Linked DNA regions of Mus musculus: region 1 is linked to region 2. Evidence: chromatin contacts called from public Micro-C data. All regions are on one chromosome and are shown on one strand. The core of a region is the stretch at or near the end of the contact, and the rest is flanking DNA. Distances in the headings are between cores, read along the strand shown.

What was found. A called contact is a pair of places that touch in the nucleus more often than the background predicts.
Region 1: a contact with region 2 is called in a Micro-C map of embryonic fibroblasts, with 3 times the contacts expected there. The contact joins two enhancer-like sites. A contact is called at or near these places in 5 of 484 Hi-C or Micro-C datasets (adipose-derived mesenchymal stem cells, embryonic fibroblasts, nephron progenitors and 1 more), 4 of 115 datasets of contacts at active chromatin or transcription factors (craniofacial prominence, embryonic limb bud, embryonic stem cells and 1 more) and 1 of 9 other capture datasets (embryonic stem cells).

The regions. Positions count from the first base shown.
Region 1 is chr10:126,142,608-126,147,532 of GRCm38.p6, reverse strand. No RefSeq gene overlaps it. Among named protein-coding and RNA genes, the nearest start is that of Gm30041, 51 kb to the right of the region's middle. Within about 2 kb of position 3,187, at least 38 of the 459 cell types and tissues checked have an H3K27ac peak or open chromatin away from gene starts, as enhancers often do. A contact at or near this core is called in embryonic fibroblasts and nephron progenitors, where this site is marked.
Region 2 is chr10:125,783,748-125,788,328 of GRCm38.p6, reverse strand. No RefSeq gene overlaps it. Among named protein-coding and RNA genes, the nearest start is that of Gm29862, 12 kb to the right of the region's middle. Within about 2 kb of position 2,773, at least 76 of the 459 cell types and tissues checked have an H3K27ac peak or open chromatin away from gene starts, as enhancers often do. A contact at or near this core is called in embryonic fibroblasts and nephron progenitors, where this site is marked.

The DNA.
Region 1 (4,925 bases), core at 1,938-4,437, 360 kb before region 2:
ACATGTTTTTATAGAAGGTAGAAGTTTTTTCCCTGTCAAATTTCCAAGTTTGAATTTTGTTCTTGTTCCCCATGGCATTATAGAACATAGCTCAAACTCACTAAATAGATTTAACTCTGTGTTCGTAATGATACCAAGGGTATTTTATTGATTATATGGGGGGGAAAAACTTAACACATTAAATTAAAAGTTGTAAACACAGGGAATTAATTTTCAATTATAACAAGACAACCAAGTAAATGTCTTAGATTAATTATACAACAAAATGCAATTAAGTGTTGCTTAATTATATAAATAAGAAATTATGAGTTTCATGTTTAAACTGGGCTATAGAGAAATAGTAGTTGATGGGAATATGTTTATCTTTACAAATATATTTGAGATAAAAAATTGTAGAATTATGTCACTACTTGGTAAAGTTCTGTGAATAGGTATATCTTTGATCATCAGTGGATGGTAATATCGAGCCAGAGGGATATATATCACCCACAGTCACTCTGATTTCCAAGTCAGTCAAGCTGAAATCTGAGTGAGTCTTAAAACCCCACTATAAATACATAAGTTTAGGTGCAAAGTATATGAGAGACTAGATTTAAAAAACTGAAAAAAACTTATTTAAAAAACTGAAATAAAACCACACCTGGAGAATAGAGGAGGCATGGGAAATCACCAAAGATTTTCAGATGTTCTGAATAAAAATGATTGATTAGGTCAAACTTTAAAAACTAGTATATAACTATTATTAGTATGGAGAAAACCCTACCCATTAAACAAGTTCAAGGTTTTTGCTCCTGGTGACGAGACAAGACAAGACAAGACAAGGTCAGAATCGAGTGTTTGCTTGTTTTAGGTTTGAGGGCTTTATAATATTATTTGATTTTTAAGTAATCAATCCTTTGAAATATAATTTAAAATAAAATAAGTAAAAAATAGGAGTGACTGTTGAAGACCTTATGTAAATAGAGCCAAGGGCTGTTGGTACCAATTCCACAGAGCTTGGTATATGACACTGTTATCTGGGGAGGTGGGGGGGGGGGGATAATGTGCTCATTCTTACCCTGAAATGAAACTCAGCCTTGAACTCTTAGTTAGTCCCTACACAGCCTGTGCACTCTTAAGAGTGTTGTGGCTTGGTGGCACATGCCTTTAATCCCAGTACTCAGTAGACAGAGTCAGGTGGATCTCTGAGAGTTCCTGGCCAGCCTGGTCTACAGAGTGAGTTCCAGGACAGCTAGAGCTACAAAGAGAAACCTTGTCTCAAAACAAACAAACAAAAAAGTGTTCTGATTCTGCAAAGAATTTTAGCTCCACTCTAGAAACATTGTTAAGATAAATTATATGTGTGCATGTGTGTGTGTGCATGTATGTGTGTATGTATGCATGTGTGTACGTGTATGCATGCATGTATGTATATATAAATGTACGTATGTATGCATGTGTATGTGTGTGTGTATGTGTGTATGTACGTATGTACGTATGTATGCATGAATGTATATATTGCTACTGGAGCCTGACTCAACATCTCCAGCCCTGTGGCATTTCAGGACACAGTTGTAATGGAGCTCTCTCAGCAGAAGCCACTGCTGAGGAAATGCTCCCCTGAGCTGTCCCCTGAGCTGTCATCAGTTTCCAAGTCAGCTGACTGGCTGGTAGGTGGAGTTTGCAATGGCTCCTCTAAACCAAGCTGTGTTTCAGAGCTGACCTTTGTAGGGTGGCAGAGAAGCAAGATGTCAGCCACGGGGTAAATTAAGCCTCCAATTTTCCCTGTTACCCCTCCTCTTAGAGGTCTTTCTAACTCATAGACATCCTTGGCCATCGAGTTAATATTTCACATCAGGTCCTTCATGATTGATTTAGAAAACCCATGGTTACAATGGACATTCAGCCTCACAAAGTCAAAATGGCCGCTTACTATCACAGCCAAACCCTGTCTACATCCCACTTTCTTTTCAAGGTATTTAAGCAACAGAGCACGCCACTTCATTTCTCTCAAAGACACACAGTGCTAGCCCCCTATGGAACAAGACTATGTATGCAGATTCTTCTGAAACTGGGAATGCTGTAAAAAGAGCTGTTTTTTCTATTATTTCTTCTCAAACACAGTAGATTAGGTAATGCTTCAATAGTTCACTGCTATTAATCTTGTTATTATGTGTATATAGATGACATGTTAAAAAATCAGAAAATGGGGAGTGACATCTATGTCAGTCAAAAGGGTCATCGTAATTCATGAGGTGAACTATTGGTGCACTCTCTTTCATCGTTAGCACACTCCTCAAGTTACTTTCATATATGTGGCCCCTGATTACGAGTTGCTTACGAAGTTGAGCCTTAATTATCCTTCAGTCTAAATGTGAATTTTATTTTTGTAAATTCTGCCTTGACAGTCTGATTCTTTTTTAAGTTTTAAAAAAAATGCTCTTGTTTGCTTGAAGGGCATTTGCAGAACTCCGTAGCTCTGGAAATGTAACCTCTTTCCTGTCACTCGGCTTAATGGTCCGCACATGTTTTCTCACTTAAACTTTGCCTCATTTGGCTGTGGTTTCTTTCTGTAGCCTTTGAAACCATTTCTAATGGAAAAATGCAGCTGTGAGCGATATTTCCTAAAATGTACATGGAATTAATTTTCCAGGCATTTTGCGCGAGGGCCGGGGGTATCTGGAGGAGAGACTTTGCCAAGAGGCATTTTCATATAAGCAAACGAAAGCGAGCAAGAGAGAGCAGGACGGTCATTTAAGGGAGTGAGCGATGCTGTGGTGCAGAGAATGGTGGCCAGGGGGAAAGGGAAGAGGAGAGAAGTCATGGGAAGCGAGGAAAGCCATACATATCCTGTGGAAAGGGGGAAGAGAAAGGAGAAAGAGTGGGGATGTAGGAGTTCCTAGAAGGGTGGGAAGAGCAGCCCCTAAGAAAGAAAACATTGTCTCCTGGATCTGCTGTCATTATTTAAAAACTGATTATTCTTTGAAAATCGCACTTGTGTATATAATACCGCCAGTCAGTCATTTCACCTCATGGCCCCTTCTCATCCATCTTTCTCCGTGACAAACTCCACTCCAATTTTCACGTGTGTTTATCTGTTTGTTCTGCTTGTTTGTGATCCACTGAGTTTAATTAGGGTTGCTTTCATGAACACGGATGGCGTTATTTAGTGGAGCAGCCTGCAACATTGACTACACCCTCAAAGAAAATTTCTCTGCTGCTCTAGCAGCCATGCACCGCATCCCCACCACCAACAGCCTAAGTTTCAAACCAGCAGCCTGCAGTCTGTCTTCTAAAACCTTGATTTCTATGAGATCGACCAATCTGTCGGATATAAATAAATCAGTTTCATTTTAAAAGGTCACCTTTAAAACTAGCATTTTAAAATGTCGTTATTAAGATTCTTTGTTTTTGTCCACAGTCTTCTCTGACCTCATAGTGTTTGTAAGTTAAAAGCTGGTGTATCACACAGGAGCTTCGCCAGGCACAGCTGATGAACTGCGCATGCTCAGGAAACTCTGACTCCACAGGTTGTGCGGCCAGCTCCAGACTGCGGAGACTCCCTGTGTCTGCTCCCTCTGCCAGAGTTCCTACCTCTCATTTAGGAAGTTCTCAGGGCCGGTAGCCGAAATCCAAAACACATAAAAGAAACAAGATGCGTTCTTATTATGAATGTGGAGTTTGGGTGGTACGTTTTTCCAGAATTACCAGTAATTCTGACAACACGTAAGCTTCAAATACACAAGGTGTATGTACTCACTGTTATATAATATTTATTGTATTAACATAGTGCAATGAGATTAATAATGTGTAGGATAATTAATGCAGGACAACAGGTTTCACGGTTACATATTTACGATCATTTTATACATATTATAATGATGTAGATGGCTTTACAGTTGGTCAAACTGGTACACTTCCTTGGCTCAGTACCATCAAGAAATTATTTTATGAGGATGCAGGCTGTGTAAATATTTAAATAAGGTTATTTAAATACTGGAGGATACTGCTCATGGACAGAGAACAAAGTGAAGACCGCGGAGAGACTGGTGTAAGTGAAATAAACACGAGTGATTATGTTTGCAAAATAGTCCAAACTACTTTTGAACTGTATCCTCAAAAATTGAAGCTCAGAGAATTAAAAAAAAAATGTAGCTGAGTTCCTTCAATAAGCTAGTGCCAAATATCAAAAGGTGATTCTTATGAATATACCACAGTTCAGGTGCAACTTCAGTAATTCTAACGCAATTATAGTACCACAAACTATAAAAATTCACAACTGCACATAGTGTGAAAATATGTATAGGTTCTGAAATAGTCTGAAATGATTTCCCAGGGGGCTGGAGGGGACAGCCTAAAAAACATCAACCGTGCTTACTTTCTGCCTGTCTGTTAACCATGTTCTCAAACTCTGACTCTTTGCAGTTATTATATTTGATATTTTTGTATGTGGTTTTGCTTTCGTTCTTCTAGTGTTTTGGCTTATTTGATTGTTTGGCACCAGCTTTTGTACAGCTAGAGGAATTTATATAAACTGATCACACTGAGTGATATTCCCGGACACGGCCGAGTCTCCTGCAGATTAATAGCTCATCCCAGAGGAAGAATTTGTGCTGGAATCACAGAGCACGCCGATGTGCTGAACCCTGTGCATTGCGAAGCCGCTTTAAAACTGGAGAGAGTGAACGCGAGGGCAGCTGTCCTACGGATCCAGTTGTTTCTGGGTCTTGTATTCACAGAACTGATTTTTCTGATGTTCCCTGGAGCTTGAGACGATGCACAATAAAAGGAAGGAATTCTTGGCTTGCAGAGCTGACTTAGAGCTTTTACCCTGCTCCCTTTTCTTTTCCCGGGGAGATGGGAAGAAATATAAAGTCCCAGCTTGGTAAATCAACGAATTAGGAGCACAAGTGACTCAGTCCCAGGCATAACCAAAAAGCACAACC
Region 2 (4,581 bases), core at 1,524-4,023:
ACACAGTAGATTGCTTGCCCAACATGCACGCTTGATTCTAGGTTCAATCTCTAGAAACAAAACTATTTTAAAAAATGATGAAAGCATCACAATTATTTATCATCATCATCATTATTATTACTTATTTTAATAGTGGAAAGGTATGTGATGCGAACGCAGTGATCTGAAACTGGGAGTAAGAAGCCTATGACAGAGGCTTCTTTGCAGAAGTGTCTAGGTGGCAATGCTCTGTTGGGACAGAAGCTTGGAGTCTCTGGCTAAGAGGCTGAAACTGAGTGGAGAAGACAGAGGTGGGAAGGCTAAACCCTGACAAATACTGCAGCTTTCCCTGGGCATGACCCTAGTGAGGAACATGTCGTGAATACCAATTCGGAGTGCTCCATTTTGAGGTACCTGGGTCTCCCAAAGTCCTCTTGCGTAACTGAATCCTGGCAACAGTTAAGACTTATGTTTGGCGGTAAGGATTCCTCCCGGAGCGTTGAGTTTCTGATAGACTAGACTAGGCGCTGCTAATGTATGTTTAGGTGGCGTGTCTGTGAATGAAATCGAGGGAAAGTCGGCAAATGTTTCGTCTGGGAAAATTCTCCACAGCAAACCCCCAAGTGACAGTACAAACTCTTTTCAGCAAAAAATAAATAGCTGGTCTTTTCCATTTGGTTTTTACCTTTGTGTGGTGCTGGAATCCCCGAGTGTCTGGCTAATAGCGCTATTCCCTCCGATTTTTGCAGCTTCGTCATCTAATACTCAATTAACATACCGTCTGCAACGCTCAGCTAAAGGAAGTTATGTGAGAATGAGAGAATGAGGGACCATCTTCGCTGAAGAACAGTTTTTCTTGTCCAAGAAGCACTGGCAGGAGGAGACTGGGTGCGGGGGGGTGGGGAGGGCCAGATTTTATTTTACTTTACTTTGTTCCCAGTTTCTACTTAAAATTCGGAGCTCAGCAACCATTCCAGTTTCTTCTTCCTGCTCTGAGTTCCCTCAAAAGTAAAGACTTAAACAAGGTGAGAAAGAGGACTGTGGTTCTCCGAGTAAACAGGCCCTGCGGAGCGAGCCTGGACCCAGGGAGAGCCCTCCTCCCAGAAGGAAACCAGATCCCTGGGCAAAATAGGTGAAGAAAAATAGGGCAGCTGTTAAAACATTTAGTCTGTTTTTCTCTTTATCCCCCTTCTGGTCCCCTGCCTCCCAGCCCCCTCCCCCACGCGATCCTTTCCAACCCCAGGCGACTGTGCTCCGGGAACGCAGGACCCCCTCACCGGAGAGCAAATACATGAGCTAGGACAATCCCCGGCCTCTGCTTCCCCGCCGCCCCCTTCCCCGCCCCTCTGCATTCCTGGAGGATAAGCGGAAGATTGAATGGATGAATTTTTGGCAGCTATTTGCAGAGCCCGCAGCCGCAGCTTGGTTTAATTAGGGAATCAGAGCGTTGCTTTTATGTAGGTCACTTTAGGTTCTGATTCCAGATCTCCTATAGCTCTGTCCTTCCTTAAAAAAAGCCAGAAATACATGTACAATTAGAAACTAAAAACACACCAAAAATCTCTCGGTCATGTGTCTCTCTCTGTCTCTCTCTGTTAATTCCCACTAGAATAGCTTAGCTGGGACCCCTCCCTTCTCCAAAATAAGGATAGTATTGTAGCTTAACTCCACCCCACTCCTGTGGTCTGAAACATATGTGCAGAACAGAGAAAATTATTAGCAGGCATGAAGGACATTTTTTGCTTTCTCGATGTTTTTGTCCTAGAAAGACTCCTTGAGCTTTCTTCTACGGAGTCTAACAACGAAGCACCTATTGAGAACTTAATCGCCATCAGTTTGTTAATCTTTGAGATGTAACTGAAAATAAGTACCGAGGTAGGGGGAGAGATGGCAGACAGGGCATTGCAGTGTCTCTTAAAGGAACTCAGACCCCAAATTAAGTGTTTTCAGCCACAGGTGGGGCCCACAGGAACCTCGTCTGAAGGTTTCGTAATGCACAAAGAATTCTCTTTGCAAGGAGCCCAGGAGGGTGAACACACAGGGATCCTCTGTGGCCTTGGGGGTGTGGGGAAGGCCCTAGCAAGTCCTCTGTGTCTGTCAGAAGTTTGTTCAAATGACGCATGGCTTGGATTTAACGTTTTCAGGTACTTTATCTTTACTTTCACATTTGAAATTCGATCAGTCTAACGTAAATACGAAGCAGCCAGGCCTTAAAGAACAAGACAGGCTCTCTAAACACTCTGAACTCCAGAAGAAAACACGGCCATGTTTTCATAATATACTTAGATGCAGGAAATGCATACTTAATGGGCTAGGGTGACTTCATGTAATCTGCCACCCACAGATAATTAATTAAGCTACTCAGTGAGTGTCGGGCAAACAAGTTAACATCGCAGGCTCTCAGGAGTGTGAAGTAGTGTCCTGTTTACATTTCCTGGATGGTTCAGTGAAGAGCTGTGGGAACCACCAAAGGGAGGAGGCTATTTCAAGTTGTGGCCCTCTCAAAATGCTAAGAGCGGCTATTAGCCCTCAAAGGCTGCAGGTCTAATCAGCTTCAAATAGTGAGAAACAGCTGGCCAGGAGGCCGGTCTGTCAGTGTATGAGGTGTCTGTCTGGGAGGTGGCTTGGAGGAGAGCTCACAGACTCCGGCTCATTATCTCCAGAATGAAAATGGAACCACAGCTGTCTCTTCTGATAGATTTGATTAAACTGCTAAGCTGGGGGTGGAGGGGTGTCAGAGAGGGCGAGAGGAACGTCAGCAGAGGCTCGGAGCCAACAGCGTGTGCACGTATATTTCCAAACTCCTCCGGGCAGGAGGTATCTCAGTAATGGGACTTGCCATGAGATCTCTGGCAGGCTCGGTGTTGGAACCACATCACTGAAACTGCTTGTCTTGGGATATTTTATTTTTGTTCGTCTTGTCTGCAACTCTCCCCGCTGTGAATACTATCCAAGAGGAGTAAAAATGAATTCATCATGGTTGTAAACTTCCCAAAGCAGAGGTTTTGCTTTTGCATTTCAGAAGACAACTTCCCAGGGGAGATGCCCATGGAAAAAATGAAGTTTACCTACCACCAAATCAAATTTAAGGTGTCAAAAGTCTGGCTGCCATCTTAAAGCCGTTGAGAAAAGCTGCACACAATAGCTTTGGAGTCGACCTGCCTTTTTACTAGAGCTATTCTGCTGCATAAAGAGTTTTGTATTTTTGTTATAGCCTGAGTTAAACACAGACCCCTTTCCCATTAGCATTGATGGTGACCTAGTACATGAATTCCACAGAGCAACAATGCCCCCTCCTGTCAGCTGTGCTAGGGTGTAGCACCCTTACTGGGGTTAGTGATATAGAAACTCACACTTGCCCCCTCCCCCACCTCCTGGTCATTGGTCCTCTGTAAACATCACAAATGCCCACAGAGATAATAAACCTGAAAATGTATCTTTCTTTAGTCTGTTAAAAAAAAAATAAAATTTAGTTCTTAAGGTCATTGCCATTCTTCTTAAATTTCACAGATAGGTTCAGTTATCTCTGTGGCTGTGGAGATGGTAAGTAAGCATCCTCTATATGGGCTACGTGAGTTGTCTAATGCATTCTATACTTAAATAGCAACGTACTTTGTTCAAACACTAGAGCCTTGATAGAGATGGTCACATGTAGTAGAAAGATCATACAATTGTTTATGAACAAATACGGTAGATCATGTCTTCATGCTTTAGTAACTTCTCAAGAAGGAATGGAGAAGACCCTTAGCTGGGACCAATAAAAGCACCAAGCATCTGGGATGTGGTGGTCAGTATTCCCCTTTTTTCATAAGGCCTACCTCACTTTACTGGATCATGTGGTATGAATGCAAGAGTCCTTTCTTGGGCAATGTTTTAAAATACATTGCAAAAGATTGTCAGGACTTCTCAGTGCATTTATTCCAATTCAGACTTTCCATGGATTTATCATTTGTAGGAGGAACAGTGCGGCCTCTGCATAAATGCCAGCTGCAAAGGCATCTCCTGCAGGAGGACCCAATTGAAGGCTGCCTGGAGATCAAGGATTGCTGAAGCAGGCAGCAATACCAGTCAATTGGGAGCTGCTGTTTAGAAGAGATGCTTTCTTGGGACCAATGGAGCCCTACTGGAAGGTATTAAAGGAGCTTGCAGAGGCATTCAAATGAGTTTCTCACCTGCTTCTGGAGTCTGTGCCTTTGACTCAAAGTCACTTCACCTCCAACCCCCAAGGGCAGGTAGGGTCGGGCCACAGGCAGTACAGGGCAAGGCAACAAACATTAATCATATTTTTGGAAGTTTTCATGGTTTTAATACATTCTGAAAGAAACTAGCTAAAGTTTGTTTTGTGTACACGAGTGTCCCATGAGTGTGTACATGCCTGTTCACTTACCTTGGCATGGTGTATATGTGTCTGAGTGTGAACTTTTTGTTTTGGGGTTCTTTTTCTGATTTCTGGGTATTGAAAGGAGTGCAAAGACAGCACTCTACCACTCGGGGGTACATCTCCCAACTCACTAATGTGAAGAATTACACAGTAGCTTGGTGTTTGGAAATTAGAGGCAAATCCTAAACATATTCCTTCCTAGCCACACGAAGACAGCTCAT